Regions from separate parts of the Mus musculus genome. Here region 2 is linked to region 1. A link is a contact called in public HiChIP or PLAC-seq data. All regions are on one chromosome and are shown on one strand. Each heading gives the region's core, a stretch centred on a gene start, on an enhancer-like site or on the middle of the called end of the contact. The rest is flanking DNA. Distances are from core to core; before and after follow the strand shown.

The links. HiChIP or PLAC-seq counts read pairs in DNA pulled down with a chosen protein or histone mark.
Region 2: a FOXA1 HiChIP or PLAC-seq map of pancreatic cancer cells shows a contact between it and region 1. The contact joins the enhancer-like site here to the promoter of Nudt3 in region 1. A contact is called at or near these places in 2 of 39 promoter capture datasets (the HPC-7 cell line and hippocampal neurons), 2 of 484 Hi-C or Micro-C datasets (cortical neurons and ganglionic eminence), 18 of 115 datasets of contacts at active chromatin or transcription factors (the HPC-7 cell line, the SCID.adh cell line, VIP interneurons and 13 more) and 2 of 9 other capture datasets (adipose tissue and pancreatic islet).

The regions. Positions count from the first base shown.
Region 1 is chr17:27,620,741-27,625,219 of GRCm38.p6, forward strand. Nudt3 (nudix (nucleotide diphosphate linked moiety X)-type motif 3) reads right to left here and starts at 2,712. Exons shown (of 5, transcript NM_019837.2): 1 at 2,347-2,712. The coding sequence starts at 2,445.
Region 2 is chr17:27,777,702-27,782,180 of GRCm38.p6, forward strand. All of the region lies in intron 3 of Ilrun (inflammation and lipid regulator with UBA-like and NBR1-like domains), which reads right to left. Among named protein-coding and RNA genes, the nearest start is that of Ilrun, 41 kb to the right of the region's middle. Within about 2 kb of position 2,705, at least 99 of the 459 cell types and tissues checked have an H3K27ac peak or open chromatin away from gene starts, as enhancers often do. A contact at or near this core is called in the HPC-7 cell line, the SCID.adh cell line, bone marrow-derived macrophages and 1 more, where this site is marked.

The DNA.
Region 1 (4,479 bases), core at 1,462-3,961:
AGAGACCTCACCTTCAGTGTCGCTCAGTGACTGTGCTAAGGACTTGTGTCCTGACCTGGGTGGGTTCTGCCGCTCTCACTGCTTGGCCTGGAACTATGTCAGCTTCCTGTGCTGAACATTTTTGGTCCACTTTTTTAAAAATGTTTTAGTCTCTTTCTTCACAATATATGCCTGTTTCTTGACACTGGCTCCTTATATTTAAAAATCAAGGTCATATTAACACATTATTGTTGCGTTGTGCTAGTAATACTCTGTGAATGTGTCTCTTTTGATTAAAGCCATAGCGCCCATTAAAAACATAAAATTGGACTGAGTGCCCACTCCAGTGAGAATTTCTTTCCCCACAGAGGTAGCAGCCAACACTTCACTTCAATCTCTGGCACAGCTACTGAGAACATAGAAGTTTCCCTGGAACTAACACATCACTTCCCTTCCAACACAATTATATAATCTGGGAGTTAAACAATACCTTAGAGATTATTTTGTGGTCCAAAATCCCTCCGGACTAAGAGACTACCAAAATCCCCTCGGGATAGATGGGTGTGCATCTGTAAATCCCATCTAACAGATGCTGCGCCTTAGTGGGCACTTCAGTTAAAGCCTGCTTGTTGCGCTGAACAGAACAAGTCCAAAGCCAGCCAGGTCCGCTAACATTCTTGTTCTTACCAAACTCTGAGCAGCCACTGAACCTATCATTCAAGAGTCGCACAACTGTCCTGCTCATTAACCAATATGCAAAGAGAAGTTCAGTAAAGGCAACCCCACCACGGAGCAGACGCTTTAATCCTCCTTCTAACAGCTGAAAATCTTAAGCTCCTAAAAAAACAAAACAAGTCAGTCCTACCCCTGGTCTGACCTACACAAGGCAATAGGTGGCCAAACTGCCGCCAGTCCATTGTAAAACTTCTAACCAAAATTAGAAAATCGGTTGTTCCTTTGTTAAGGATCTTGAGTTTCTAGTATTTATCCAAAATATTCACATTTTCACCTCTAGGATGATCTTCTTAAAACAAAGGGTTTTGCAGTGTTCATGACTAAATTACACAGCCTTCTACTTTAAACTTGGCCAGACCTAACCACAGCACTGCAGTGAGGCATGTCATTATGCTAATTCCTTTTCCTCCCGCTAACAGCCCAGATCCCATCTGACTTCCCATATGATAATGAAGAAAACAAAGCTTCTAGAACAGCCTTCACCATAGACAGTTTTACCTCACGTATTCCAAAGCCAGCGCATCATTTAAAACTTGACCTTGCTTACTTACAAAGCGCGTCTTTCGGGGACCTTTGGTAATGAAGGAAAGTAACAAAGTATACATTTCCAAAACTCCTGTTTTGCAATCCCTCAACAGCACAAAGAATGCTTTCACGGATTTTCTTCAGGCCGTCATTTCATTTAAATTCCCCCTCCTCCTCCTCCTCTTCCTCCTCCTGAGTATCTACCGGACAGTGATTCCTGGTAGTCCATCCTCCCTTTCATCAGAGCCTTTCATAACTAACGGGTCAAGTTCCTGTCGCCCATTTCAACACGATGCACCGTACTGCAGGCTTGCCACCCCAGCCCACCGCCGAGGGCCGGGATAAAACATACTCAGTTTCACTGCCCTTCATTGTTTTCAAGCGAACTGCCATCTTACCACCATGCACACACACGACAGCAATGTGTCCCCACAGGCATTTTATGAATTTCCAAAGCAGCTATTCTTTGTGGATTTACAAACCACGCGCCTTTCATGAATCTCGCTTCATCACCACAGAAACGGCTTTGTGAAGCCGAAAAAAAAATTTTTTTTTAAGTTCCTTAAGGAAAAAGGAACAAGACTCTAAAACGTTCTATTATCCTAGCTTACCCTACGACTCATCCTATTGGGCACAGCAGAGAAACGTCGGGACAGAGATCTTCATAAATACAGCTTTTGATGGTCGTGAAGTGTTCCGGTCAATATGAATAACAACCTCGACGACAACCGTGTCCAGTGCCCTTTCTTTTCAGGCTCCAACCATACGGACTCAGCAGCTCAACGTTAGAATCGAACGGCTGGCCCCGGCTTGTCGCTGCCAGTGCTCGCCCGCAGCCACCTCCCCTCGGCCAGCAGCAACCCTGCGGGGAGGGAGGGAGGGAGGGAGCGGCCCTCCGCTCCGCCACAAAGGCCGGCCTGCGCCCCATGCACGTGTGCCGAGCGCCGAGCTGCCTAGCCACTGCCCCGGGCGAACGGCGGCCAACCCCCGACGGCCCGCCGCGGGATGGCATCCCGCTGCCCCGGGCCCTCTCCACTCCGCTCCCCACCCCCCCTTCTCCCCAGGAAACCCCGTCGGGCGCCGCCGACCCCCGGCAGGGCGCCTCACCTCCTCCTCGCTCTCGCTGCGGAAGCACAGGCACGCGGCCCGCTTCTTGTAGCCGTCGCCGTCGTAGGTGCGGGTCTGGTTCGACTTGAGCTTCATCATCCTCCGGGCCCGGGTGGGGGGTGCCGTGCGGGGCCTCGGAGTCCAGGGAAGGGGAGCCTGCTGCAGGCGGGCGGCCGCGCGCGCGCGCGCCCCAGGCTCGATCGAGAGGGCGGGGAGGAGGGTCTGTGTGTCCGCTACACGGCTCCGCGGCGGGACAGCCTCATTGCCCCCGGCCCAGGCCCTGCGCCGCCGTCACGGCCGCCGTCGCCACCGCCACCGCCCCCTCTACCGCCGCCGCCCCCGACGACGACCGCGCCGCCATTTTGGACGCGCTGCGTCAGCTGCGTAAGGCACGCGGGCTCGCCGGACGGCCGCGCGTGCGCAGCGCGGACGGCGTTCCGGAATCGCGCCCGGCGCGGGAGAGCGTCTGCACTGAAGGCCGCGGAAGCTGGCGCGGCTGCTACGCAGACAGCGTAGGGCTGGGGATGGCGGAAGCCGGGTGAGGCGCGGCGCGTGGGCACCACCCGCGACCCCACGGTCCCGGGCGCCGCTGGGCAGAGAGCAGGGGCCCGCCCAAGGTCACCGGCTGAGCGGCCCAGCCCGATCCAAGGTCGCGCCGCTCAGATGACAGGGAGAGTGACAGCGCCGCTCTGCTGTCCCTCGCCGCAGACTGTCAACCTTAGCTGCTGGGGATCAGGAGTGGGGCGGGGCGGGGCTGCTCTTTGCGGTCAGTTGGTAGCTGTCTGGACATATGTGCGTCCTGCAGCCATTTGTGCAAAAAAGGCAAAAGCTGCCACTTGCCTGGCGACATGCTTGAGGGACTGGGTTCGAACCTCAGCACTGCAAAAAAGAAAATAAAAAAGGAAGGAAAGAAAAGAGAGAACGCCATCCTCTTAAACAGGAGCAGAAAGGGAGAGACTGTAAGAGTGTGCACAGCACACGTACGTAAATCATGAAATATGGTTTCTGGCCGTGACTATAACACTGGGATGACCCTCTTAGAGGACGTGAAAGTGGGCTACAGCGTTCCTGCAACAAAACGGGCACCATTACCGTGTGCTAAACGTTTAGAAAATTCTGTCAAGATATTCAAGATTTATAAATAAATCCCAAAGCGCACAGCGTACGTTTGTGGGGACAGGTGTGTGCGCCATGATTGCTTCTGTGAGGTCAGAGGGCAACTTAAACGAATCCATTTTCTCCCACCACAGAGGACCAGGAGACTGAATTTAAGTGGTCAGGCCTGGCTGCAAATGACCTTTCTGGGATATCTGACGGGTCCCCGTTACCTGTTTTAATCATCTTGTATGTAGTATACTTCATTAATAATCTAGAGGGGCCCAAGAGATGTGTCAGTTTAAAAGGGCACTGGCCATGGAGCCTGACCACCTGAGCTAGATCCCTGGCACACATAGCGAAAGGAGAGAACCAACTCCCACAAGCTTCACCGCTACATGTGCTCTATGACATATGTGTCCACACATATTCTAACTTCTTTAAAAACTAAATGAAGGGGCTGGAGGGATGGCTCAGTGATTAAGAACACTGGCTGTTCTTCCAGAGGACCCTGATTCAATTCCCAGTATATGGTAGTTCACATGGTACCATACAGAGTAGCTCACAACTGTCTGTTGGCTCCTTCACACAGATATATATACAGCCAAAACACCAATAAAGTAAAAATGTAAAAAGTCTGGCTGAAAAGGTGCCTCAGGGATAGGAGCGCCTGAAAATGTCCAAGTGTCCAGGAAGCAGAAAGCACTGGGCGTTATCAGTAATAGCTAAATACAATTTAAAACTGAAATTTGCCTAGTTTGTATGAAACTCTAGATTCCAAATTAACTAGGCAATGGCAGTAATCCAAGCACTGTGGAGACAGAGGCAGGAAAATCAAGAATTCAAGGCCATCTGTGGTTACACAGCAAGTTTGAGGTTAGCCTAGGCTACATGAAACCCCGTCCCAAAGGGGCTCAGCAGTTAAGAACACTTACTAGTCTTGAAGAAGATCCCAGTCTGGTCCTTAGTACCCATATGAGGTGGCTCCCCACCACCTGTAACTCCAGTCTCAACACCTGGATTCTGTAGGCACTGCAC
Region 2 (4,479 bases), core at 1,455-3,954, 160 kb after region 1:
ATGGGCTCATTATCTGAATACCTGGTCCCCAGCTGCTGGAAGCATGGGAGCAGCATCAGGAGTGTGGCCTTGCTGGAGGAAGTATGTCACGGGTTGGGTGGAAATTTGAGGTTTCAAAACACTAATTCCCAGTGCACTTGTTCTATGATCCGTGTGTGTGTGTGTGTGTGGGGGGGGGGGGGGGAGGGGCATTGGCATGCTCCCTCCTTCCTCTCTCTCTGCTTCATGAGTGTGGATCAAGATGTAATAAGCTCCCAGCTGAAGGAGTGTAAATACAGGAACCACGCTGGCCACACCCTTATCGTCCAAGCACAGCGGAGGGAGGGTCAGTACTCAAAGTCAACCCTGACTGACTCACAGTCAAGTTCCAGGCAACAGATGACCCTCTGAAAGGCGGACACCACTGACAACACAGCTTCTCTACCAGGAGAGCATTAGAAGAAAGGGACCCACAGCAGTGATGGAATGGGGATGTGCCACCAGATCCACGGGCTGCAGGGACAGCAGGAAGAAACAGTAGCTGACACTCAGCTGACAAGTCCCAGAGTCGCTCTGCAGTCAGGAACACAAATGGCAACAGAGAAACCCCAGGCTCAGACACACTGCTGTGGTTGTGTAACCTGCAGGTTCTGTAGAGGAGGTATTAAGGTTTTCTATTAATACTAGCATTTTCTTTTAACTGTCTTGTCGTTTCAGTAACGGGAGTAGACCTCTCCTCCCACCATGTGAGTCCTGTGGGTTCAATCAGGCGCTCCAGCTTGGTGGCTAGTGGAAGCACCTTTACCTGCAGAGCCAGCCAGCCAGCCAGCCAGGCCGAGGTCAAAAACTGGAACAGCTAGGCATGGTGGCACACACTTTTAATGCAGCCCTTAGAGGCAGGTAAATCTGTGTGAGTTTGAGGTCAGCTTAGGCTACATATTGAGTTCTAAGCCAGACAGACACATGAAGAGACCCTATCTCAAAACATAACTACAACAATAACCACCCCACCTAAAACAACGAAACAATAATTGACACAGGCAGGAGGATCTGTTGAGAAGGGAGGGACTTTCTAGGGTCTTTCCTGTGACAGGCTCGCTCTCACTCTAAGCCCTGACCACACTACAGCCCAAAGGGCTTGAGGCTTGGCAGCCATCCCTTCTCCATGCTGCTTGGACTCCTTATCTAGTTACAGCTCCTGTGGAGGCACTAAGTGCTCTGTGGGTACTAGGCTCCACCACTCAGGTCTCCCTAAGGCTCACCCTAGGCAACGGACCGGACCTACTTTGAGAAGTCCATTTTCTCACCCGGGGCCACAAAGTTGATCTCCACTGGCTTCTGAAACTACTAGGAAGCAGCCAGCCCAGCCAGATCAATCCCAGGGTCCCATCCTGACCTGGCACAGCCACAGTCCCGGCTCCTATGGAGGAAGATGGGAGCCTGCCCCACCCTGTAACCTAAGCAGGCTGCAGCAAGCAAGATACCAGCAGAAGCTAGGAGTTCTTCCTTCCTTACCACATCACCACACTGAGCTGTCCTGACCCCACAGCTGTGCCTTGCACCAAGTGGAAAATAAACTCCCAGTGCTGCCCTCCACCATAGAAACTGGTACAGTGTACTAGGAGTGGGTCTGCCCTACAGTGCGCGCCATTGACCAGCCGCACAGTGACATGGCACTATGCCAAAAGAACCATATCGCATCATTTATGCATGTTTTAAACTCATTTTAACTTCACTTACTGTTTCTATGTGGGTGTGTTCATCCACCGCCTGCTTTCGAAGGTCAGAGGACAGACCACCTGTAGGGCTGGGTTCTCTTCCCATTGAGGAAGCCCAGAGCTGGGACCCAGGCTGTCAGGCTTGGTAATAAAGACCTTATTTACAGGGCATCTCACCAGCCCTTACTAAACATTTTAAAACTCTTCAAGTAAGTCTTAGGTCACATATAAGGTCTCTTTACTAAACACTTCTAATTTTGAAATATAAAAAAGAGAAACTAGCCGGGCGTGGTGGCGCACGCCTTTAATCCCAGCACTCGGGAGGCAGAGGCAGGTGGATTTCTGAGTTCAAGGCCAGCCTTGTCTACAAAGTGAGTTCCAGGACAGCCAGGGATACACAGAGAAACCCTGTCTCGAAAAACCAAAAAAAAAAAAAAAAAAAAAAAAAAGAGAGAAACTACAAAAGGAAAAACTGGTTTAATGCCATTATACCAACGCCTGACTCAAGCCTTCTACACCATGTCAAAATAAAGGGCAAGTAAGACTCCCCAGGAAGGCAGATAAGGAAGCGGGCAGAACCCACAGGCTCCAGGCAGCAGGCTCACCATTCATTCCCTCTGCACAGGAGGAAGCACAAGCTCTTTCAAGACAAAAGAAAAAGAAAAGAAAAGGGGGGGGGGGGACTAGATGAGAAAGCTCAGGACAGAGCAGAGATGGGTGGATAGGTGTACATTCATCTCTGTGCCTTTGAGGCCAGCTGTCTACACAGGGAGTTACAGGACAGCCAGAACTACAAGAGGCCCTGCCTCAAAAAAACAAAAAACAAAAACAAAACAAAACAAAAAACCCTCCAAATCCCAACCCCCAAAAAAGACAGAGCAGAGAATGAACTGATTTCTAATAGAAGTCTTTTGCACTGTCAGGGAAACCCACAAAAGCACTATGTGGTGGGTGTTGGCCACCATTACAGGGAAGACTGCAAGCTGCCTTAGCTGAGTGATCCCACTTCTAACCTCTAGGCTAGCAGAGGTCTCTAAACCTAAGGTGACAGTCACAGCCTAAGCAGCAACTCAGGACTATACGCTGCATGGAAGACTCAAGCTCTCACACTAAGCTCCGAGCCTCACGCACTGACTTGATGAGAGGCACCCAAGAGCACAAGCATGCACTGCTTTGAGCAGGCCTAAGGAGTGACAGCCTACAGAACCCGATCTGGGATGAGAGCACAGAAGGTATTTAAGAATTCTCACTGTGAAATAATCTACCAACAGTTTGCATGCATTTAAATTTGAATTTTTACTTCCTGTCTTGTACCACTTCATAAGCTGAGGAAGTATGGTGCATCAATGTGTTCATTTAGCAGGGTGGATAACTGCCCATGAGTCAAGGCAGCTGGGTTTACACAGTGAGTTCCAGGACAGCCAGGGCTACACAGTGAGACCCTACCTCAACAAACAGAACAGAACCAATAGCTCCTCAGCTAAAAGGAAGCCACCACTACCTTAAATCCAGAACCTTGGACTGTAGTGATGCACAAGATACTTCTGCTAGAACAGGGGTATGCTATTTTAAAATTACATCCTGGGGGTGGGGTGGGGTACACTTTTAATCTCAGTACTTGAAAGGCAGCAGCAGATTGGTTGATCTCTGTGAGTGTGAAGCCAACTTGGACTACGTAGTGAGTTTCAGGGAAAGTTCAGAGTACATAACAAACACAGAAACCCTGTTTAAAAAACAAACAAACAAACCCTCAGACCTTTGTGCCTTCCCCCAGTCCTTGTGGATGGGGACTGTGGTGTTAGAGAAAGCAAGCACTGAGACAAAGGTCCAGCTGACATCATGCAGTGAGGGGCCCAGCCAGGACAGTCAGGCTTTCGATGATTCAAACTTAGACACACAAGTACGTTGCTAGTCACCGCCCACAGAGATGACCACTGCTTCATACAACTTGTCTTTCACACTGGTGAGGTCAGAGCACACCACCTGCATTTCAGAGATTTCTCTGAAAAAATGCAGTGGTTTCTTTCTTTTTTGTTATTGTTAATCTTAGTATACCTTAAATATTTTTAAAACTGTGATCTAATTACACCCTTTCCTCCCCTACTCTCTGAAGCACAGCCATTTCACACACTGCCTCTGACTTACATCTAGGCAGATATAACCACCTGGTGAAGCATGCCCGATGCAGGCTTCCTTGTCTGAAACTGAAACAGCCAGTCTCAGAAAAAAGACTTAAAGATTTTAAATTTCATTTACAACTTTGTGTCCCTTCTAAAACACTTTTTTCAGACAAGTCCCCCAGTTTAGTGCAGCATCTCTACCAAAACAAAAATGTTTTCAAGGGTTGCTCCTGAACACTGAACATCTTATGGGAAGATGTCTAGAGAACACTAAAGGAATTTTTATGGTGAAGAGACAGCTTAGAGGTAAAAGCACTGGGTATGGTCCCAGCACCCACACGGCGGCTCACAAGCATCTGTTCCTCCAGCTCTATGGAGATCTGATGCCCTCTCCTGGCCTCTCAGAGCACCAGGCACACGTGCAGTGCAGGTAAAAACACTCATGTACATAAAAAAATAAAAATAAAAATCTAAGGTGGGGGTGGGGTAGGAGAGTAAACATCTTTAATTCCAGCATTCAGAAGAGAAAAGGCAGGTGGATCTCTGTGAGTTCAAGGCCAGTCTGGACTACAGAATGAGTTCCAGGACAGCCAAGGCTATGTATGAAGGCTGTGTCACAAAAAACAACCAATCAACCAAATAAACAAAAAGGTATTTTTCCA